2 separate regions of the Mus musculus genome follow, and region 1 is linked to region 2. A link is a contact called in public HiChIP or PLAC-seq data. All regions are on one chromosome and are shown on one strand. The core of a region is the stretch at or near the end of the contact, and the rest is flanking DNA. Distances in the headings are between cores, read along the strand shown. Region 1 has its middle 150 kb from the start of Gm41259. Region 2 overlaps Prkaa1 (protein kinase, AMP-activated, alpha 1 catalytic subunit).

Region 1 (4,906 bases), core at 750-3,249, 740 kb after region 2:
AAAAAAATAAACCCATGACCAAAAGCAACTTGGGGCAGAAAGAGTTTATTTCATCTTCCAACTTGTAATTCAGGGAAGTCAGGGCAATAGGCTGAAGGCAGGGCATGATGTGGAGGCAATTGAAGAGGCCTGCTGAATTACTTGCTCCTGGTAGCTGGTTTAACCTGCCTTCATATATCATTGAGGACTACCAGCACAGGGGAGGCATAACTCCTAGTAAACTGGTATTTCACATATCAATTATTAATCAAGAATGTGCTTGTCCACAAGCCAATCTGACGAGGGCATTTTCTCAGTCCAGGATTCCTCTTGTCAGATGAATATAGTTTGTATCAGTTGATATAAAACTAGCCAGTACATATGTCATAATGAAAAATGTGCTTTTTCTTTATAAACCATGGAGATCCTTAAAACTCTGGAGCACAGACAACTTGAGATCTCAACAGAAAGCAGAGAATTGCTTATCACAGTTCCTTTGCATATTTCTATGTACAACCCATGCCATATCCGGGAAACATGATCTAGAGCTTGCTGTGCAAACTTCCTGATCTTAAGAGAGGGTTATTTTGAAACACATAAACACCTGAGAACTATGTACCTGCTAATCATTATATTAAATATAAATCTCTTTTGAATGGAGCCCACAATCTATTATTACTGAGATTAGTTGTCTAATAGCTTACACAAATGACATAGATAATTGAAAACTTGGCAATCAAAAACCAGAAGAGTGTCAATTATATTTTTTCTAAATTATTTTACTGATGAGGGATGATCATGGAAGCAGAAGTTGATATAATTATTTATGTCCTTGTTTTCTTTAACATGTATTTAGGACTGATAAAGATGATAAAGTCTGTAACTTTATAATTAATTCTACATCTTTTCTTTATATTAGATTTGATGATTCTATTATCCTGCTTACTGTAGAACTCTGACATATATACCCAGCATAGAGAGCATAGCCATAGGAATATATCCATGTTCTTACAATGGTGTGGTATATTGAAACATCCAACACAGCAGAAGATACAATCTTCTACTTACTGTATCTTTTGATACTATTTCTCGGAACAAAGCAATTGCCTGTTTTTTAATATGTGTTATAATACATAAAAATACAGTGTCTAATTTTATACATATCTGTGTGTATTGGATACTTTAGTTGGCAAAACTAATTTTCAAGAAAACACACTTAACTTCGTCTGTTAAAATGTGATAATTGCTGGGAGCTGCGACAGGTGCATCCATTCAGTTCAAGTTTCACTTACATCACAGTGATTACACTATTGGCTCGTATTGGCGCCCTGTACTAAGTTCTAAAGTAACACTATCTGAGCTATTCACTGCCAAGACTGATAAGTGTTCTTCCACTTTGCCACAGACCCTTTTTCGTCCCTGTCTGCGTAGAACGGGTCTCTGGTTGCAGGTGGACAAGGAGACAGTGAATGACAGACAGAATCAACATGAGAGATTGTGTAGAATCTGAGTGTATTGTCACAAAGTGAACACCAGTCTTATATAATACAGAAAACAAAGGGGTAGGAAGTCACAGCAGGCAAAGTACATTGAAGTTACCTGACACAAAACAAAGGAATGACTTCAAAAGGACTTACAGGAACCAGGTAATATTTACAGTAAAGATAAAACAGCCCTGCCTAGGGTCAGCTAATGACAGGTAAGGATTTCTCACCCTAGTCACAATTTGTGCTACTCCTTTGAGCCTTGTGAAAGCTAGTACCAGGGGGTTCTGTTCTAGCAGACCTTCTCATGAATAATGCAATATCACAACCCCCCTATTTCCTAGGCCCTGGTAAATTCTTGCATATGAAGGTAACTTGGCTGTTCTTTTAAGTATCTGTGACAAATCTCCATTTGTCAGAAGAATTCACCAACTTGCTTCTAACATGCAATCTAGCCTGCTATACCTGGCTGTAGAGAAGATCCCTGTCTCAATGGGATTCCCTCTTTCATGGTAAACCCACCTATTAGCTAGGCCATTGTATATTCCCTTATTTGGGAATAAATGGCTACTGTCCTAAGTAATCACTCTGCAGACCAGCCCTGAGCTATTCTAGCTCCGTTCTTTGTAATGCGTAATTAGTTTCACTGTCTCTTCTAGAAGTAAATTTGAATGTTAATGAACAGATAACCTTCTTACTGAATTCCAAGTTTGTTGGCTTCAAGGATTTTCTAGGATGTTGGAACACTGACGAAGGCTTAGCTATGTCAGAATTCAATCTTTAAAGGCACTTATAATAAAATAATACTAAAAGAGAGCACATGGATCCATACAGCAGACTAACTTGAGGATAGGGTATGAGTATATGGTTATGAGAATGCCTGGCTCCAGGAGGTTGAGTTTCTTTGAAACTCCCTGCCTTGTGAGTGCTTTCAGGCCTCTCGGCCTGCCAAGCAGACTTCACTGGAGTGTGCATAGCACCACTTAACTTGTCACCGCTTCATTTCAAAGACCTGGTTTGAACTTGTAAGGTTAAAATGTTTTAAGTAAAAGTAAAAGAGTAATTAAGATGAAACAATAATCCAATAGACACTTAACTGGAATCATTTGTTCAAGCCAGGTACATGTTTGAGCAGAAAATGAGACAAAACCCTGGACATTAATGGAATTAACACTGAAATGTGTCTCATTCTTGCTGAGTGAAGTATTTATTCACAGTTGACTGAAGAAAAACTGAGGAATAACTCAATTAAAAGGCTTATTTATATAATGAGAGCAATAATAAACAATTGTAAAACATACATGATAAAATTGAAATGATAGTCTCCTAAATCTTAAATCTTAGCATCAAAAATCAATCTTAAAATCAAAGCATAACTGTATTGCTCTAATTAAGGGATTTATCTCAAGTGCTGTTCATTTCTCCTTTTATTTTAAAGAGGAAGAAAAATAAGATCTAAAGTTAAAAGAAAATCAACAGCTTTCTTAAGACTGATAAGTCAGTTTTCTCAAAGCAGGAGAAAACATTGATCTGTAATTCACAGTTTACAGCTGCACCTAAATTAACATTTTCTTTGGGGGGGTTATTAGATATTTTCTTCATTTACATTTCAAATGTTATCCCAAAAGTCCCCTATATCCTTCCCCCACCCTGCTCCCCTACCCACCCACTCCCACTTCTTGGCCCTGGCTTTCCCCTGTACTGGGGCATATAAAGTTTGCTAGACCCAGGGGTCTCTCTTTCCAATGATGGCCGACTAGGCCATCTTCTGCTACATATGCAGCTAGAGACACGAGCTCTGGGGGTACTGGTTAGTTCATATTGTTGCTCCACCTATAGGGTTGCAGACCCCTTCAGCTCTTGGGTAATTTCTCTAGCTCCTCCATTGGGGGCCCTGTGGTTCATCCAATAGATGACTGTGAGCATCCACTTCTGTATTTGCCAGGCACTGGCAGAGCCTCACAGGAGACAGCTATATCAGGGTCCTTTCAGCAAAATCTTGCTGGCGTATGCAATAGTGTCTGTGTTTGGTGGCTGATTATGGGATGGACTCCCGGGTGGGGCAGTCTCTGGATGGCCCATCCTTTTGTCTTAGCTCCAAACTTCTAATTTTACTCCTGTGTCTGGTATATAAATTTGTCTTGGAAAGCAAGCTCTGTGATCAAGTAGATGTGAATAATCTTGTAGGGGTTTTGTTGTTATTGTTTAGGGTCATAATACAGGTTTCCATATTCAAAACGAGGGAAGGGTTTTTATTCCTTTGGTGACAAATCGCATCTAGTTTCACTTTAAGAAACAGACACATGCCTTTCTTTACTTCTTTCTGGTTTTGGGATGAGTGGATATTAACTGCATCTACTATACTTATCAGAGCACAGCTTTCAAATGACACCCTGCTGTAGACAATGAAGTAGGCGTATGATAGGTGGTATAAAGCATATTACCAATAGACTATGTGTTCTTGCCCTGTAGTTCTTATGGAAGGTGCCATCTCTATCTGCTGTGATCATTATATTCCCTGCAGGAAGGGACTGCCCTCTGCAGTTTGTGAACAATATGTAGAATAGGTTCAACATATCCCTGACTCTTCTTTCCCCCTCCATCACTTACTATGACCCAGATTGTTTAAACGTCAATTTACTGATGTATTTTTTTATGTGCTGGCACATGGATGTCTTCCAGCCTATGCTAACATTCTAATAACTGAGCAGCGAGATTACACCGAGGAGTTGGCGTCTTGTTTAACTTGGCGCCACAGAGTGGTTGACATTTTCTATTTGCCCATTTACAACACTTTATCCTCAGGAGCCCATTTGGTTGTCCTCAGAATGAAAGAGAACATGATCTTACCTGACACCCCCTGACTGCTGCACTTTGGTTCAGAGTGTACGGATCACAATGTTCTTCCACAGGAACCACTGCTTCCATAGAAAGAACCATTTGCTTGCGATTGATTCGCTAGTGGTTACCTGAAAAATATACAAACTCAACTGTTAATCAACATGATAGAGCGGCCTTCCTATTTCATGCATTCTTTCACTTTGCAGTTTTGATGTGGGTTTTAAGAAATAAGATTTAGTTATGTTTGGCATTGATCCCCACCTTCACAATATGGGCACAGTTATCCTGATTTGATAATTATATTGATCCAGCTATAACCTGAAATCTATGGGAGATGATTGAAATGTTCTAAAGCAGATCCCATCCATAAAATTATTTTCATTGCTACTTTATAACTGTAACTTTTGCTACTTCTATAAATCATAATGTAAGTATCTGTGTTTTCTGATGGTCACTTCGGGGTTGCAACCCACAGTTCAAGGACCATTGTAACGGGAAATACACTTTATATGGGTCTCCATCTCATCAAAAAAAAAAAGACTATAATAACTATCATTTTAATACAACTTATTTTTGTTATTTTCTCTGAAAGAATCTAGGTT
Region 2 (4,699 bases), core at 166-2,665:
ACTAACAAAGCCATATCTACTAATCCTTCCCACATCGTCCACCAAGAACCAAACATTCAAGCCATCACCAAGAAATACCATATTTAAGTACAGTATACTTTATGTTTGAACAATGTACCTTAAGAAACTCAGTTCCAGTACTTTTAGCTGTGTGACTTTTCCAGCTAATAAGAAGTACTTAGAGCATGGAGAAGGGGCCGTGAAAGCTGACTCGTGATAGGCTGCGCAGGATGCAACTTAACTTCGATAGCAAAATCCCATAGGAGCATCCGCTAGTCATGGGAAGTCCTCTGAGCTGAACAACTCCCAGGGAAGAATCATACAAAGGCATGTTGTGTGTGTTTACTTAAGATGAACATTTGTGTCCCTGTCCTCGTGAATACTGTATTTTTTTTTTTTTTGCATTTTTTAAAAAATTTTTATTAGGTATTTAGCTCATTTACATTTCCAATGCTATACCAAAAGTCCCCCATACCCACCCACACCCACTCCCAAAATTCCTAACTCCATCAGAATAAATGTTATTTGTTTTTTAATTTATTTTTATTTTTATTATATGTAAGTACACTGTAGCTGTCTTCAAACACTCCAGAAGAGGGAGTCAGATCTCATTACAGATGGTTGTGAGCCACCATGTGGTTGCTGGGATTTGAACTTCGGACCTTTGGAAGAGCAGTCGGATGCTCTTACCTACTGAGCCATCTCACCAGGCCCCGAATACTGTATTTTTGAAACCTTGGAAGTATATAATCCAGTATAGAAAGCCTTTTTTATTCAACTCCTGTTTTTAAAGCTTATTTTTAAAATTATGTTTGTGTGTGTTTATATATATGCTTTTGATTGAAGGCGGGTGTGGAGGTCAAAGGTGTTGGAGCCAGCTGAAGCTGGGGTAACAGAGGGTTGTATGCCTCCTGTTGGTGGTGGTCCTGTGGAGGAGAAGTTTGTGTTCTGAACTGCTGAGCCATCTATCTATCACCCTTGAGTCCTATAGCTTGGTCTGGCCTGATCTCCCAATTCTCCTGCCTACTCCTCCAGAGTGCTGGCCAGTGTTTATTTTTTATTTATTTCTATTTTCTTAAAGATTTATTTATTTATTATATGTGAGTACACTGTTGCTGTCTTCAGACACACTAGAAGAGGGCGCCAGATCTCATTGCAGATGGCTGTGAGCCACCATGTGGTTGCTGGGAATTGAACTCAGTCAGTGCTCTTAACTGCTGAGCTGTCTCTCCAGCCCACTGGGCACTTCTTACATCAATAAGCATATCACCTTGCTAGGGCTGCAATAGCAGTACTAAAGGTTGGGGGCTTAAAACTAGAGAAAATTATTCTCGGACAGTCGAAGGTCAGAGGAGGGAAAATGGGAGTCTCAAGGGCTGTGCTCCTTCTGAAGGTCAGTGGCGAATGTGTGCCTTACCTCTTAGCCTCTGTTATTCCTGGTTTCTCCGGGCCTAGCATAACTCCACCCTCTGCTGCTGCCCCCACCGTATGGCTACTCTCCTGTTTCTGCGCTCCTCATAAGAGAGCAAGTCCTTAGATAACTGTGCTCATTCTAGCATCATACCATTTTGAGAGCCTTTTCTAAATTCTATTTTTAAAATTATTTATTTAATGTATATGAGTACACTGTAGCTGTCTTCAGACACACCAGAAGAGGGCATTGGATTCCATTACAGATGGTTGTGAGCCACCATGTGGTTGCCGGGAATTGAAACTCAGGACCTCTGGAAGAGCAGTCAGTGTTCTTAACCACAGAACCATCTTTTCAGCCCCTACTAATTTTAAAGATTTTAAAGAACTGCTTGTAAGTAAGACAACATTCTGAGGTTCCAGGTTGACGTGGTTTTCAGCTCGCCAGACTCCCTCTACTCTTTCATGTTTTGTTATTTATTTGTGGACACAGATCCTGGTGTCAGGTGTTTACCTGTGTTGCTCTCTGTTTTTCAAGGTCCCCCACTGAACCTGAAGCTTACTCACCTTTTCAGCTAGGCTGCTTGGCATTCTGGGATCTGCCTGCCTCTGCCCTCTAGATGCTGAGGTTACAGGCATGGGAACTGAAACGTTGAACTCAGGGTCTCTCACTTTCTTTTTAGGAAGGTCTCTCAAGGTTAAAGTTGTATGCCTTTTCAAAAGATTCTTTAAAGGACTTAGTAAATTGATTGTGTTGACTTTTTTTTTTTTTTTTTTTTTTTTGAGCAAGGTTTTTCTACGCAGATCTGGATGTCCTGGAACTTATTCTATTGAGATCAGATTGACCTTAAACTCAGAGATCGGTTACCTTTAATCCTGAATTCTGAAATTAAAATTGTGTGACATCATGCCCCTTTTCTTGATTTTAGGGTAACTTTTTTTTTTAACATTTATTATCATTATCATTATTTAATGATAATTTTAAATATTTATTCTTCTCTCATATACCCTTCCCTCTTCCCAGCCTGCCCCTCTCCTCCTTAGCACTCCTCTCCCCAGATGTTCTCTTCCCCCAGGGGTTAACTTGTAACTTGATTTGAGAGAATGCTTTAATCAAATGCCAATGTCTCTATAATATCTCTTGAGATTTTTAAATTTCAAAAACTAGAATAAAAAGATTTTGAAATTGATAGGTAGGTTTTCAGCAGGCAAGGCTTATGGTCTAATACAGGAAAAAGATCAAATGAAAGAGTGAAATTTTAGAGTGATTTTTTTTTTTTAAGTATGGAAAATTCAATCTATTTTCAAATTTTCATTATAAGGTATCAGAAGATGTTTCTGATATGTGCAACTTTTATATGTTTTATTAGAAGGATGCATATATATGCATTATATATACTGTGCAACTTCTGTTTTGATTTATCTTTTCCTGTTTTTTTTTTTTTTTTTTTTTTTTTTTTTTTTTTGGTTTTTCGAGACAGGGTTTCTCTGTGTAGCTCTGGCTGTCCTGGAACTCACTTTGTAGACCAGGCTGGCCTTGAACTCAGAAATCTGCCTGCCTCTGCCTCCCGAGTACTGGGATTAAAGGCGTGCACCACCACGCCCGGCGATTTATCTTTTCTTAAAGGCTAATTTTATTATCATTGGCATAATTTTAGGTAGGGTTTCATTCTTTAGACCGTGAGGCCTTGAACTCGGAGATTCACTTGCCCCTGCTTTCTTCGTGGTAGATATTACATGTCTGGCTATTTCATTATTTTAAATCACGTACATGTCTGTGGGTTTGTACTTGTGAGTGCTGGTGCCTACAGAGGCCAGAAGTCTTGGGTCTCTCTGGACTGGGGTTACTGGTAGTGACGCAGCCCAGTGTAGGTGTTGGGAACCGAGCAGATCCGTTGCAGAATCATTACGAGCTCCTAACTCCTGAGTTACCGCTCCAGCTCCTAGAGTTCTTCTAAAACTATATTATTATGGTCTGGCCTTGACTCTGTGGGTACCAACCCGCCTGGAAGGACGGTACTGTCTCCTGAAGCTTAGCCTCTGCCCTCTCTGCAAGTGCACTGTGGCACGAGGCTTCGCCACACTCATACGTGGATACCATGCATTCAGTAATAATACTTAAAATAAAGAATTTAAAAATGTCTAAAGAGTGCTGTCATGTTTCCTCTCCTGGAGGGAGCTTCCAGTGTTGAACCCAATCTGAGTTAGAGCTTTGGGCTGTGCCACGCACCAGCCGTGTACTTAGGACACATTGTGTCTGTGGGTGCCTCAGTGCCCCGTAGAATGGTATTCATAATGCCAGCCTTCCAAAGTTGATGACTGTTCCCGTCTGTGGCCATAGAAATGTTCTTGAAAAATTTTAGATAGACAGCGACCTCGTTGTAGAGGACTGGTGCTGTGTGTATGAGCGACCTGTTGAATATTAACTGTTGAGGAAATGGGCTGAACTTTGGAATCCAAAAATCTCGGCTCGGTGCTTGGAGTGGTGGGATTTAAGCTGCCGAGAGAGGGTGGCCCCTGAGGCTCTTGATAAGGGCAGGCTGTTGAATACAACTGAACAGAAGGCACTATTGGAAGAGCTGAGATCCAAAGCACCTATTCCCACATCCAAATGGATAGTTCAGGGATGATTAAATAGGAACGGGGGACTGGTTTGGGAATGGTGGAAACTTATCCCTCAGTACTAATAGCTACAGTTGTCTGTTCACTTAGGATGTGCTGGTAGGGGGGAAGGTCCTTTACAAACACGGTTTCATGTGTCATGTGGCCACCCTTGTAGAGCAGGAGATCACATTTACCAAGGGTTTTATATGTGTAAGTCAGAAGTCTGTTAAGTACCTTCAAAGAGGAACAGACCTGAGGCTACAGAGTGCACGCACACTGCCTTCTGGGTTGGAAGGACACCTGGGTATTCAGTCTGTTCCTGTAAAGGGCTGGATCTGCCAATGCCTAGCGTTGATGCCCTCCCCTTGGGTGGGCGAGCTTTCTTTCTTTCCTTTTCTTTTTCTTTTTAACTGAAAAAAATAAAAATAAAACAATACAATTTGAAAGACGGTGGCTACAGCATACCTTTCTTCTTATTTCTTCTGTAGCTGGCAACTGTGGCAGCCTGTGTAACTTTATTCACCATGGTGATTAGAAGGAACATTTCTCATAGTCTCCTACAAGAGTCTGCTGTATTGAAACAATACAGTGGATTAGCTGTTTTCTGAAATTAGTCATTAGGAGATCTGCAGGCTTTTGTTCTTACACAATAAGCTGTAATAAACCGAGACATATTTATGCATGT

Evidence for each region. HiChIP or PLAC-seq counts read pairs in DNA pulled down with a chosen protein or histone mark.
Region 1: an H3K27ac HiChIP or PLAC-seq map of embryonic stem cells shows a contact between it and region 2, with 5 times the contacts expected there. The contact joins two enhancer-like sites. A contact is called at or near these places in 2 of 39 promoter capture datasets (liver and pre-B cells), 1 of 484 Hi-C or Micro-C datasets (bone marrow-derived macrophages) and 6 of 115 datasets of contacts at active chromatin or transcription factors (the NIH/3T3 cell line, embryonic stem cells, forebrain and 2 more).

Annotation. Positions count from the first base shown.
Region 1 is chr15:5,893,897-5,898,802 of GRCm38.p6, forward strand. No RefSeq gene overlaps it. Among named protein-coding and RNA genes, the nearest start is that of Gm41259, 150 kb to the right of the region's middle. Within about 2 kb of position 2,000, at least 8 of the 459 cell types and tissues checked have an H3K27ac peak or open chromatin away from gene starts, as enhancers often do. A contact at or near this core is called in embryonic stem cells, where this site is marked.
Region 2 is chr15:5,150,961-5,155,659 of GRCm38.p6, forward strand. The region is part of intron 1 of Prkaa1 (protein kinase, AMP-activated, alpha 1 catalytic subunit); the gene reads left to right. Among named protein-coding and RNA genes, the nearest start is that of Prkaa1, 9.4 kb to the left of the region's middle. Within about 2 kb of position 1,416, at least 10 of the 459 cell types and tissues checked have an H3K27ac peak or open chromatin away from gene starts, as enhancers often do. A contact at or near this core is called in embryonic stem cells, where this site is marked.